3 separate regions of the Hordeum vulgare genome follow, and all the other regions are linked to region 3. A link is a contact called in public Hi-C data. All regions are on one chromosome and are shown on one strand. The core of a region is the stretch at or near the end of the contact, and the rest is flanking DNA. Distances in the headings are between cores, read along the strand shown.

Evidence for each region. Hi-C and Micro-C count contacts between places; a contact is called where the count stands out from the background.
Region 1: a contact with region 3 is called in a Hi-C map of leaf, with 8 times the contacts expected there. The contact joins the promoter of LOC123399188 here to the promoter of LOC123398020 in region 3. A contact is called at or near these places in 6 of 6 Hi-C or Micro-C datasets (leaf, seedling and an unstated tissue).
Region 2: a contact with region 3 is called in a Hi-C map of seedling, with 4 times the contacts expected there. The contact joins the promoter of LOC123399448 here to the promoter of LOC123398020 in region 3. A contact is called at or near these places in 3 of 6 Hi-C or Micro-C datasets (leaf and seedling).

Annotation. Positions count from the first base shown.
Region 1 is chr5H:353,049,170-353,053,375 of MorexV3_pseudomolecules_assembly, forward strand. It overlaps LOC123399188 (flowering time control protein FCA-like), which reads left to right and starts at 2,854. Exons shown (of 18, transcript XM_045093619.1): 1 at 2,854-3,349. The coding sequence starts at 3,004.
Region 2 is chr5H:352,326,162-352,330,567 of MorexV3_pseudomolecules_assembly, forward strand. LOC123399448 (CCR4-NOT transcription complex subunit 10) reads right to left here and starts at 1,680. Exons shown (of 6, transcript XM_045093859.1): 1 at 1,249-1,680. The coding sequence starts at 1,434. It also overlaps the pseudogene LOC123396701.
Region 3 is chr5H:352,623,829-352,627,890 of MorexV3_pseudomolecules_assembly, forward strand. LOC123398020 (protein SMG7) reads left to right here and starts at 1,991. Exons shown (of 8, transcript XM_045092533.1): 1 at 1,991-2,113; 2 at 2,463-2,571; 3 at 2,983-3,576; 4 at 3,661-3,783. The coding sequence starts at 2,500.

The sequences.
Region 1 (4,206 bases), core at 1,604-4,103, 430 kb after region 3:
CGTTGACCCGCCTCATTCCGGGCCCTCTCCTCCTCAATCAATCGTGCCGTGGTCTGGTCCCTCTCACCAAGAGCAGCCTGAAGAGAAACCTGGCTTGCCAATCTCTCTTTCTCAAGATCAGCCTGGTTTGCCGCTCTCTCTTTCTGAAGAGCAGCCTGAAACACCATTCCTCGTTACCACAGTAATGATCTATGGTGACACACATAATGAAATGGATGAAAGTTTTCTGAGTCCGTACAACTAACCTCGATGGCAAGATTGACTGGCCATGGACGACGCATTATCTCAGGACAGTTGCTCGACTGGCGCGCCTTGATCTCCGAGAGAGTGGGTGGACAACGTATTATCCCATCTCCAATGGCTATCGAGCCATGGGGCCTCCCGCCACCATATATCATCACCAGCTCTGGATCCAAAGGTTCCTGGCTCGGGTTAAAGTCATCCCCTTTCGTAGCCTTCCCCGTGTCCCTGTATGTCACGAGCTTGTGGTGGGATGATATGTTGGTGAAGTTATTTGGATCATCCATGTCAGACTCAGAGAATGCCTTCGCCTTCTTGTACGAGGCAGTATGGGCCATGCCATAAAGGTCGTACAAGTGTGGCATCTCCGTCTTATTGTGATGCGCCTAAAAGAGAGGAACAAAATATTAGCATGAAGAATGAATTGCATGAATCATGAAGCAAATCACATACCCAGTTTCGTCCGAACTGAAGTAAGTTGGCGCTGAACAAAATATTAGCATGAAGAAGAAGGAGAAGGAGCGAAGAAGGAGAAGGAAAAGAAGGACGGCTCCTTCTCCTTCTTCTTCTCTTCTTCTTCTTTTCATTTTTCCTCTTTCTTCTCCTCTTCTCCTCCTCTTCTTCTTCTCCCTCGTATTTCTATTTCTATTTTTCTTTATCCTCTTCTTCTACTTATTCTTTTTTTCTCTTCTTCTCCTTCTTATTTTTTTTCTTCTTCTCTTCTTATCTTCTTCCCTTCTTCTTCCTCTTCTTTCTATTAAGCTAACTAACTAGTGGCAGATGATCTTCTTATCTTCTTCCCTTCTTCTTCCTCTTCCACCACACCGACTACTACAACAACTACAATAACAACAACTATAATAACAACAACTACAATAACAAGAACAACTACTACAACGACAATAAAAAAATCAACTTTGTAGTTGTAATCTAATTCCAAAAAACTAAATACCAAATAGTTAATTTTCTCGTGCGGGGGGGGGGAGGGGGGTTGGGGTGTGGGGGCTCACCGGGAGGGGCGGCTGTGGCGTCGTGGGTGGCGGGGCCGGGGGTGTTGGGGGTGGCGGGGCGGCGCCGGGGGCGGTGGGGCAGCGACACAGGGGGCTGTAGGGCACCGGGATGGCGACGAGGGCAGTGGGCGGTGGCAGCGGGGCTGTGAGGCACCAGGGCGGCGCCGGGGGCGCTAGGGGCGGCGACGTGACGGTGGTGGCGGCGGTGGGCGTCGGGGAGAGGAGTGGGAGAGAGAGAGGGGCGGGGTGTGGAGCCGTGGGGCAGCGGCGCGAGGGGGCTGTGGGGCACCGGGGCAGCGACGAGGGCGGTGGGGCGGCGGCGGGGGCGCTAGGGGTGGCGGCGCGACGGTGGTGGCGGCGGTGGGCGTCGGGGAGAGGAGTGGGAGAGAGAGAGGGGCGGGGTGTGGAGCTGTTACACACTGGGTGAGAGAGAGAGAGAGGGGCGGGGTGGGGGCAAAGAGCCGTTACGGAGTTAGCTCTTTGCTGTGCCGGCGGACGACAAAGAGTCTAGACTCTTTGCCGTCTGCCTCCAGACGACAAAGAAGGGACTCCAGTTTGACCTAACGTACCCGCGGTCAGGTGGGCCCCACCTATATATTTGTCGTCTGCTGTGCGACTCTTTGCCCTCTGCGGCTGACGGCAAATATGTGACTGATGGCAAAGACATTCTATACCATGAGCCAGTTCTTTGTCGTGTGGTTTGTGACAGCCTTTACCGTCAGCGAGCAGACGACAAATATATGACAGACGGCAAAAAACTGAATTTCAGTAGTGAATGATGTATACTAAACTGTTGATACGAGGTTTGTGTAAACAAGTGAATTAATGTTGACCTTCGTATTTTAACAAAACAAATTCTAACTTTTCAGTTAATCAATCCACATTTTATCTAAAACGAAATTATTCATATCTTTTAAACCGTAACTCCGATTTTAACATGTTATATATGAAATTTGATTAAAAAATATGTAGAATCTAAATAGAATGTTATTTTTAGCTATTGAATACTTCTTAAATATTATTTTTGGTGCAAACTTAATCTGTAGTGCACGGTTCTTTTTTCTCTCTCTTTCCGGCGACGATACGAATTGCAATAAACATCCATTAAATTAAAACCAAATTGAGAGGAAAGAAAAACATCGTTGACAACACATGCACACCTTTGAAAAACCTCGTGGGGAGAAACAACATATTTCTCATCTTATTCCGAGTGACTGTATATTCAAACGCGTTTTCATTGTGTGAGCACTAAAGCCATCATCGGCAACACAAATGTGATGCCATGTGAAAATATATTGCGTTTAGAGCTTGTGTTATTTTCTCTTTCGTTGCAACGCACGGGCTCTTTTGCTAGTAGCTTAAAAACATAAAGAGTATATGCAGCCGCGTCGCAACATTCATACAACTTATGGTAATATGATGTCCACGATAATGCATATGCATCATCTATCTATAATTAAAAATATTTATAAAATAACTTATATTTAAAAAGTTTCCACATAGGTTGATAAAATATCCCTATTGAAGCCGGGAAAGATGCCCCGAAATTACGTTGTCCGTTGGCAGAAACGGAAGGGGTACGCCGGGGCAGCAGACTGCCGTCGGTCGCCCATCGGATCCAATCTGATCCTCACGGCCATTGGCACTTTACGAGGCGGAGTTGAAATTCCACACGGCCTCTCTCTTCGCCTTCGCCTTCCCCCTCTCGTGCTCGCGAGCCGCGTCAAAACCCTAGCCACCTTCTGCCCACCACATGCACCGCGGCAGCGACCGCTCCGCCGACCCTTCAGGCCCCGCGGGCGCCGCTCGCAGCGGCGGGGACGGCAGATTCGCGCGCGGACCCTCACGCTGGTCCGGCGGCGGCGGGGGTAGCCCCCCGCCCCACCGCTCCTCCCGCGGCGGGAGCAGCGACGGCGGCGGAGGCGGAGGCGGAGGCGGAGGCGGGAGGTTCCATCCGTACCGTGCGCCGTCTGAATACGTTGTTGGCGGTGGTGGAACTGGAGGGTACAGAGGCGGCGGCGGCGACTTTGATGAGACGGCCGGTGGAGCGAGGAGCCGTTACGGAGGCGGTGGCGGCGGAGGCCGTGGAGACTACTCAGGTTTGGTCCAGGATCTTGGCTTCTGCGCTTTGGCATTTTCTAGGTTTTGCTGTGCCGCGCTGCCTCTAGATGTGGAATTTTAGCTTGTATACGCACGGGAAAAGGTTTTTGGGCTTTTGGTCCTCTGTGCAATAAGTGATGAAGTTGAACTTCCATGATCTCTGGAAGATTTTACACCAAGTTCAATCAACTGTTGTTAACTCGCCATAGCTGAACAGTCACTGTTGGGATGTGACAAACCAGTGGTCCAAGTATGCAGCTGCGTAATATGTGCTAGCATGTATACCATGATGGCAAGACCACCCACCTTTTTTGAATGAATGATGAACTTAGACTGGTTTCAGATGTACATGCTATACAGGGGATTAGATTATTTGCCCCACTTTACTAGGGGTTTGATGATTTGCCGAGGCTCGTCTCAGTGGCGGGTCGTCATCCCACCCCCCCCCCCCCCCCCCCGATTTTAACATGTTATATATGAAATTTGATTAAAAAATATGTAGAATCTAAATAGAATGTTATTTTTAGCTATTGAATACTTCTTAAATATTATTTTTGGTGCAAACTTAATCTGTAGTGCACGGTTCTTTTTTCTCTCTCTTTCCGGCGACGATACGAATTGCAATAAACATCCATTAAATTAAAACCAAATTGAGAGGAAAGAAAAACATCGTTGACAACACATGCACACCTTTGAAAAACCTCGTGGGGAGAAACAACATATTTCTCATCTTATTCCGAGTGACTGTATATTCAAACGCGTTTTCATTGTGTGAGCACTAAAGCCATCATCGGCAACACAAATGTGATGCCATGTGAAAATATATTGCGTTTAGAGCTTGTGTTATTTTCTCTTT
Region 2 (4,406 bases), core at 430-2,929, 300 kb before region 3:
AGGACATATGCTCCTACTAGGTACCCTCACAGGTCACGAGTAACGAGTTAATCAGCTAAAATCAGCTTAAAGGTCGGGTAACAGCCTGATTAAAAGGTATTAGCACGCAGAGATGCAGTGCACCAGTGGCTGTGCGGACAGTTGGGGATATGTATTGGATTCAGAAAATGTGTACTCGCGCTGTTGCTCACTGTTCTGCAGATGGCCAGGTTTGAAGTCTAAACATTACTGATTATTCAATTGTTGCTCATAGTCATATCCTGAATACTGTTGTAGACACAGTGGACAGTGAATTAATGTTGACAATTCAGTTGTATCCAACCAATGTACACCAAGTCAGATCCATTTTCACACTACATGGTATACATAAAGAACTAAAAATTTAAATAGAAAAATCAGTTACAAGACATAGTACAGTATGATCACGAAAACTGAGCAGCCAGCAAAGTGCCAGTTAAATAGTTTCAATACCATGCTATGGACTCAAGCTGAGCATTCTAGTAAGTGGAGAATCATATTATGTGCTATACAATATACATAGATACCGCCTAACTGTTTCACCAATAATTCTCACCCCAACCATTTTTTCTTTCCATTTGGAGGAAATTTCTGCTTCAAATTTATAATCTAACAGAGAATTTTAAACAAATCGCCTATGCTTCAAGAAATGTACAACATTACTAACTAAAATCAGGGAAGTGAGAAACACTCCCAAGCCTAGTAGCAAGCCCTGTTGGCATTCACATGCACCATGTAATACCCACGTCCACATGACCATTGATAGACACACAATCAAATGGGTACAAATCCAACACCAGCACATTAAGATGCTAGTGAGCCATGCGACAATCACATACAAGATAGCAGTGTATAGACACGCGTCAGATATACGCAGCACGCAATCACACACCCCAGATGCACCCAACCACTTACAAACATATGCAGGCTCACCGTCACCCACCATGAGAGGAGGGGAGAGCCATGCAGACAGCTACAACAAGCATACCACACAATTCACGTGCAAGATACACTGAGCAAGCATATAAGCACAGTGAGTGGTGACAGAAACATCAGGTGAGCAATACTAAAAAAACAGCCTTCGCTGAGCAAACATGCCACCACGAACCCGGCGAGATACAGGATTTGCTATGTATTCAGTCAAAGAATATATAAAGCAATCAGAGAGCATCCTAACTCTCCTCGCCTTTAGACGTATAGGGAAGCAAAAGCAGAGATCCAATCGCCCACCTTGGGGTCACCCTCCTTCTTGAGCAGGAGCTGCGCGAGCACCTCGGCGCACTCGGCGTACCGGCGGCTCTGGAACAGCACGGCGGCGTCCCTCGCCATAGCTGCCGTCGCGGAGAGCGTCCCGTCCTCCTCCGCCCCGGGCTGTGGCTGGGGCGGCGGCGCCTCCTTCGGCGCCGCGGGCTCCATCCGCCAGATCTTGCACGGACGGTGGCTGAATCGGGAGCGCGGGTGCGACACGCGGACGCCCGATTCGCGAGCCGACGCAGCGAACTGGAGCACTGGCGGTAGGGTTTGGAGTTGGGGAGGGCTAGCTAGGGTTTGGACGCGATGGCGATGGGATACGCCAGAGCGAGGGAGGGGGAGTGGGAGGGGGGGCGAAATCGACGAAGGCGATGGATAGAGAGAGAAGAGGGAGTTGCTTTCCTCTCCTGATTTGTTAGTTTTTCACGATACTGCCATTTCGACAGGGGCCAATGTCCGTCCTGGAATTTTTGCGAAAGGGTCCCTGTCGTTTCAGGTAATTAACCCGCACTCCTTATGTAAGTCGGGTCGAACCGTTTTTCACTTTTTATGAAAAAACCCTGTATTTAATCCGACCGCTCCCCTCCGGCGATGTTGATGCGTCGCCGCCGCCTGTTGGGCCCGGTCCTCCCCCGCCTCCTCGTCGCCCTGCTCCTCGCGTCCGCCGTCGCATTGCTCCCCGGCGACGCGGCCGAGGCGGCCGACGAGGGCCGCGTGGGCAAGGCGATCGCGGCGGTGGAGCGCGCAAACGCCACGGCCGTGGCCCTGGGGCGGCCCAGGCCGGCGGGGAGGCAGCGCAGGGCAATGGCACGAACAAGGAGAACAGCCTCGCCGACATGATCAACCGCGCGCTCGAGAAGGAGTTCCCCGACTCGGAGGGCGACCAGGGCGGCGGAGGTGCGTGGATCTGAGTCCCGCCATCTCCCCCGATCCGCCTCGCGGGCTCCGTGGCTCGGGGATCTGGTTTCGGCGCGCCCTGGCGTGTGTCGGCGGCCGGCTGCCTAGATCTCGGCCCCGGCTGCCGCGCTTTGCTCGGAATTGGCGAATCCTGCCTGTTTCTGGGTCTTTGCATTGAGCTGGCCTGTGCTGACCTCTACTGCTATGATTTTGCAGAGACGGACCGCGGCAGCTTCAACAACACGGTCGCCGAGAAGCAGGTGTTTCATCTGCACAGTTTTGTTTGTGTGTGGTCGGATTGTTCGTTTACAATGATTATGGAACCTGGTTGAATATTGCATTATTATGATGCTCATGGAATGGTTGTTCATGTCTTGCCGGCTCTCTAGATTTAGGAGGAGCACATGAGGTCGGCGGCGGCGGCCCGTCTAATCCGGCGACAGGAGGAGCACACGAGGCTGACGACGGTCGCGAGACCACCACAGCAGGCCAACAAGGCAGCGTCGCCGGCCGACGACGGCATCCACGAGGACCTGCCGGCCTCCGCCCAGAACGAGAGGACCGGATCCGAGCCGGCGGCCGCGCCTGAGGTGGAGGTGCAGCTCTTCCGCCGCGACCGGTGACCGTGTTCCGGTCGCCCCTGTGCGGGTACACGCAGGACCAGCTGGAGGTGGGGGACATCCTGGAGAAGCACGGCCTCAAGTCCGTCTTCGCCTTCGACGCCGCCTCCCGCGCGCGCGGTGTCGCCATTCATTCAACCCCCCGCAACGGCCGCTCCCTCCTCCCTTACGCCGCCGACTCCACCATCTTCCTCGACGGCGAGCCCAAGGTAAGTCTCCACACCTATTTTTTGTGGGGTGTTTTGAGGGTTGGGGATTGATTGGATCTTCCGTGACAGTTGTATAGCAATAGGATGGTAGTTGCCTCGTTTTTCCATTCCAATTGCGAAATGGGAGGGTGGTATCGGCATGCCCACAAGCAACTCGCAACCTTTGTGCACAACCCAGCAGTTTATGAGAGAAATTTATTGCTTCAACCATTTCCGCATACAAGCAAAGTACCAAATAAATCTAAGTTCGGTGCAGGTTTTCTGATATGTTTATCTTTCCACCTTTTCAGTTAGTTGATTATGGTCATGATGGATGTCTTTTGATGCTCCAAGACTGTTTGGATGAAGTGTTGTTGAATGACAGGGAGGCCAAAAACTTGCAGTTGAAGCATGATCTTTTATCCTCCACTTTCAGATATTGCCTGGATAAAACTTACTTCAGCACTTGTTTCTGTGAAGCACTGATGCGGATAAAAACTGCTACAGATGGCCTCCTTGAGACTCTGTCGAGTGTACTGGAACTCTCAGCAGCCGAGAAAGTCGGTATTGGTCTTGCATTGTCAGATTCTGATAATTCAGGCATGAAGCTGAAAGGTAAACACTAGGTGGTGAAGTTAAACTCTGTGTTGAGTGTGTCAAGGTTGCTTCTTCTATTTTCAGTTGTTTGTTGAAATCTACATTATTTTCATCATTCCAGGGCAACAATTTGAAATTGCTCAAGTTGAGGAGTTGTGTTTGAATCCTGATCAGTCGATACCAAACGACCAAATTCATGAAATTGTCGTCTTCCTTCACCAGACCGATGGCCTGACAAAGCATATGGATACTTTTAGTAGCATTGCTTCTCTTCTATAAGTTGGACAGAGTCCTTTTTTTGCTCCCATCCCCAAGGAGCAGTATGATGCTCACTCAATAAATCCTTCAAGGTGTTTAATCTTTCACTAACCAAAATCTTTGTGTTTTGGTTCACCTCATGTCCAATTGCTTACTTGTATTACCCCCTTATTTTCTGTGTCGTGCAGACATTTGGAGATGTACTTAGATAGCACAAATGATGACTTAGAGTCACTTCTTTCTAAAATTGAGAAAGAAATAAGTATGGCGGACATCGTAATTGAGTAGGGTTATGGATGCACTGTTGATAGCACACAGTGTAAGGAAATACTATCCACTTTTCAGCCTCTTGATGATGTGGCAATATCTAAGTTGCTCGGGGCAGTTATTGGCACTCAAAATAGTCTCGGAGAGGCCCATAACACTTATGCAACCTTTGTATCTGCTATTCTGAATACCCACTTGAGTGAGTCACCTCAGTTAACTACATGGAACACGGATGTTCTTGTGGATTCAATCAATGAATTGGTGAGGGCTTACTCATCGTCATGTTGTATTCTTTTTCTTCGCTTCACGC
Region 3 (4,062 bases), core at 741-3,240:
TTGTGATGCTATGGAGTATATTGATTACCTGACCGAAGTCATACTACACATACTTTGGGTCTCACTTTAGTTGAGAAAGAACAACTTTATGAGAAAAAAGGACTTGTAGATTTGATCTACATGAGAGTCACACATTTAACGAAGTTTGGTATGAGACTCGAGAATTTTAATCAAGTCTGTTGTTTCACATATCCCTATGATTAAACTAACAACAAGGAGTAATCATGCTTATAGTTACCTATGTAGTTTATGATATGAGACGTAAGCCCCATCGACCACGATAATTGGTAACACTGATTAGATGCGTCTAACTTATTTTTACACGGCGTGTCTATGATATATGATGTGGTATAACCTTCGTCGTATGAGATGCAAAGTGGTTGTAATTTTATTTTATGACCTGTATGTCGTGAATATGGTACGATGGCTGAGCCATATGATGTCACTAATTTAATTGATACGTATATCAAATTATGCCATTCGTTTATTTTCTTTGCTATAGAGCTGACAATAGTTATGGTTCCAAGCACGATGATGATAAGATTTGCGTCAATCGAACTCGACGTAAAACCATCATGAAGAAGTGGTTCTTGGATGAAGAAAAATTAAAGAAACACGCCACGATAGAGAAGTTTTGTCATGATAGTATAAGTGCTGCCACCAACAACCTTTTCTTCTGAAAAATTGTTGCCATGATAGAGTTTTCGAAACTGCTGTCATGTCACGTCTTCTTCATGCAGAGTTTTCATGATTGCCATAGCGAAAACTAATGTCACACGAGACTTCCATGTAAAAATTGCATGAAGACAATACACATATCTTGAAGACAACCCCTCCGTTTTTCTGTTACCTTTACCTATTAATAAAAGACGGATCGCTTTTGTCCGCGTGACATGTTTTTCCGTAGAAAACTCCCTACATTTATTGAAATTAACTCACACTCCAAGTTGAAGTGAGTTCAGAAAAAGTTACATTTTTGCAAAAAAAACACACCCTATAATTTGTGGAAATTAACCCGCCATCCTATTTTAAGTGAGAGAATAACTGTTCGCTATTTTCCAGTAGGCCCTTTTTTTTAAAGTGGGTTTAAATACTTTTTAAAGTATTTATATCTTCTAAGTCGTAACTTCAATTTTAACTTGTTATACATGAAAACTGTTTAGAAAACTGTGTAAAATTTGAATATGATAATATTTTACCTCTTTAACATTTTAAAAATATTATTTATGGTACAATCTTAATCAGCACACTGTTCGTCTTTATTTTGTACCGGTGTAGATCCGTATTAGAAATTAACACCTGAGCAAAAAAAAATTGGAGACGAAAAACCCCATCTACAACCACGCATACACACCTCGACAAAATCTCTACGTGAAAAAACAAAATACATTTCTCATTTTATATCGAGAGAGATAAAGGTATAGACACGTCCTAAAATATAGTATTACATTTAAACATGTTGTGATTATGTGAGCATCGAGACAACCATTGAAAATGATATGAGGAGGGATAAGAGGCAACCTATATGAGATACATATGGACATGTTGGGAGAGTGTGCTATTTTTTCTCTTCTGTTATAACACACATATTTTTTTGCTAGTTTATAATAAAAAAAATTAAAATACATTGAAGGATCTAAAAATATTTTAAGTGTATCAAATAGGTCCTAAAAGCTTAAAATCGTTCATTGGATGTCATATATGTGTATTTTACCTGCAATTTTTAGAATCTATTTGAAACATTTGAAATACTTTTAGAACCAAAGGTGAACGAACTACACACTATAAAACACGCGGTGAACGATTTTAAAATTTTAGGACCTATTTAACACACTTGAAATACTTTTAGAACCTCAAACATATTTTACTTTAAAAAAAAGTAGCAAAGGAGTTACCTGCCCACTCGTCAGGCTCCGGGCCGCCTACGACCGCCTTTGGGTCGAGTCCAACCCGAACACGGCACGGCGACGACACACCAGACCACACACCGTCCCGTAAACAAAAAGACGAAAAATAGCCTGCCCTTCCTTCCTCTCTTCCCCTCCCCAAAATTCCCCTCTCCTTCTCTCGCTCCAGTCGCGACGGCGACGGCGACGACGACGACGACGATCAGGTATCAATCCCCCGCCCCCTCCCCTCCCTCGCCCGATTCGCGCAGATTATTCCCCATCGCTCCCCCGATTGCGAGTTTCCAGCTCCGGAGCAGTAGGTTTTGGCTAGAACCCGCCTCCGTAGCCGTCGGTTGTTGGGGTTAAGGGAGATCCGGCAAGAGGCCCTCTGTTGCCGGCGGCGGATTTGGGCGTAGGGATTTATTTGCTTGATTTGTTTTAGCTCGGCCTGGTCGGGTAGTTAGGGCTGGGTCATGTTTCCTTTCCTTCACCACTCGGGCTTGCTATTTGCATTATTATTGTGCTGTATTGTCCTCGGATGATTGATTCCGTTGGTAATTGCGGTGCTTGTAGTTCGTTGCAGGTGATGGTACTGATGTTCAATTGATTAATGATGACTGTTCCGATGGATAGTACTGCTGTTCCGCCATCGCGGGACCTCGTGCAGCGCCTCCTTAAGAAGGTGAGCTTTCCTTGTATACTGATGACATCTAGCTATTTCACACTAGGTTGCTTGTTGGGCCGTGTTCCATGTGGCCTGCTGTACCTTGCCTTGTATGTGATTGGTGTATTTTCTTGCTTTGCCTTCTTGGATAGGCACAATTCATGTCAATGGTTTATTATGTATGAGTTTTCAACCACTAACCGTTGATTGTTACAAAGAAAAAATAAAATACTCTTGACAATCCGAGTTAATCATTCCCTGAATGTTTCCAAGTTTTTTTTTTTGGGGGGGGGGGACCGCGTTAATTAATTTCCATCTTCTTTTTTGAGTTATGGTGTTTCCTGTTTGATAAATTATTGGTCAGTAGTAAAATTAGTTCATGCGTGACCTTTGGATATAAATGATGATAGCGTGATGTTATTTGTGTAGAATGCCGAGCTCAAAAGTCATCTTGAGAAGTCAGCACAGTCCAAAGTCCCATCAGATCCCAACATATGGCTTCAGATGCGTGAGAACTTTGAGAAAATGATTCTGGCAGATCATGACTTTTGTGAAAAGCATGAGATCGAGTATATTTTGTGGCAGTTGCACTACAAAAGAATCGAGGAGTTCAGGAACCACATTAGTTCTGCAGGTTCAGCTGCATCTCAGAATGGTAAGAACAATGCCAACCCAGATCGAATCAAGAGAATTAAGTCGGCCTTCAGGAGCTTTCTTTCAGAAGCATCGGGCTTCTATCATGACTTGATGTTCAAGATCAAATCCAACTACGGCCTTCCTCTGGGTTACTTCTTGGAGTCTCCTGAGAATGCAAGCAGCCCTGACAAAAATGATAAGAGGACAGCTGATGCTAAGAAAGCCCTGATATCATGCCACCGTTGTCTCATATATCTGGGTGATTTGGCCCGCTATAAGGGTTTGTTTGGTGAAGCTGATTCTGCAAAACGTGAATATGCTGCGGCTTCTAATTACTACAAGGAGGCAGTTTCAATCTGCCCTTCCAGCGGCAATCCACACCATCAGGTTTAATCTCAACTCTGTATTTCATCAAATGTTCATGTATTCTCTGTTCAGTTTTCTAATGATGACACTGATTGGATTTGTCAGCTTGCAATATTAGCTTCTTACTCTGGCAATGAGGTAGTGGCTGTCTACAGATACTTTCGAAGCTTAGCTGCAGACACTCCCTTCTGTACAGCACGGGACAACTTGATTCTTGCTTTTGAGAAGGTAACGGTGCTATGTTCTTCACTAACTTACTTCCATAGCATTGTTTTACTTCTTTTTCCACATTATTTGTGGTCCAGTGTAGAATCTGTTACCCTTCAGTCACATATGTATAATTTTGCATGGAAGAGAGTATCTGCAGTGCTATGTAGTACTGGAAGCTGCCTTGCTCCCCCTTTATCTGATATCGTACTTCTTGTTTGATATAGATAATAAGATTGTCCAGACTCGGTTGCATCTCATTATGTTTTTCGTTGTGAGGGTTAACTTCTTCTATTGATA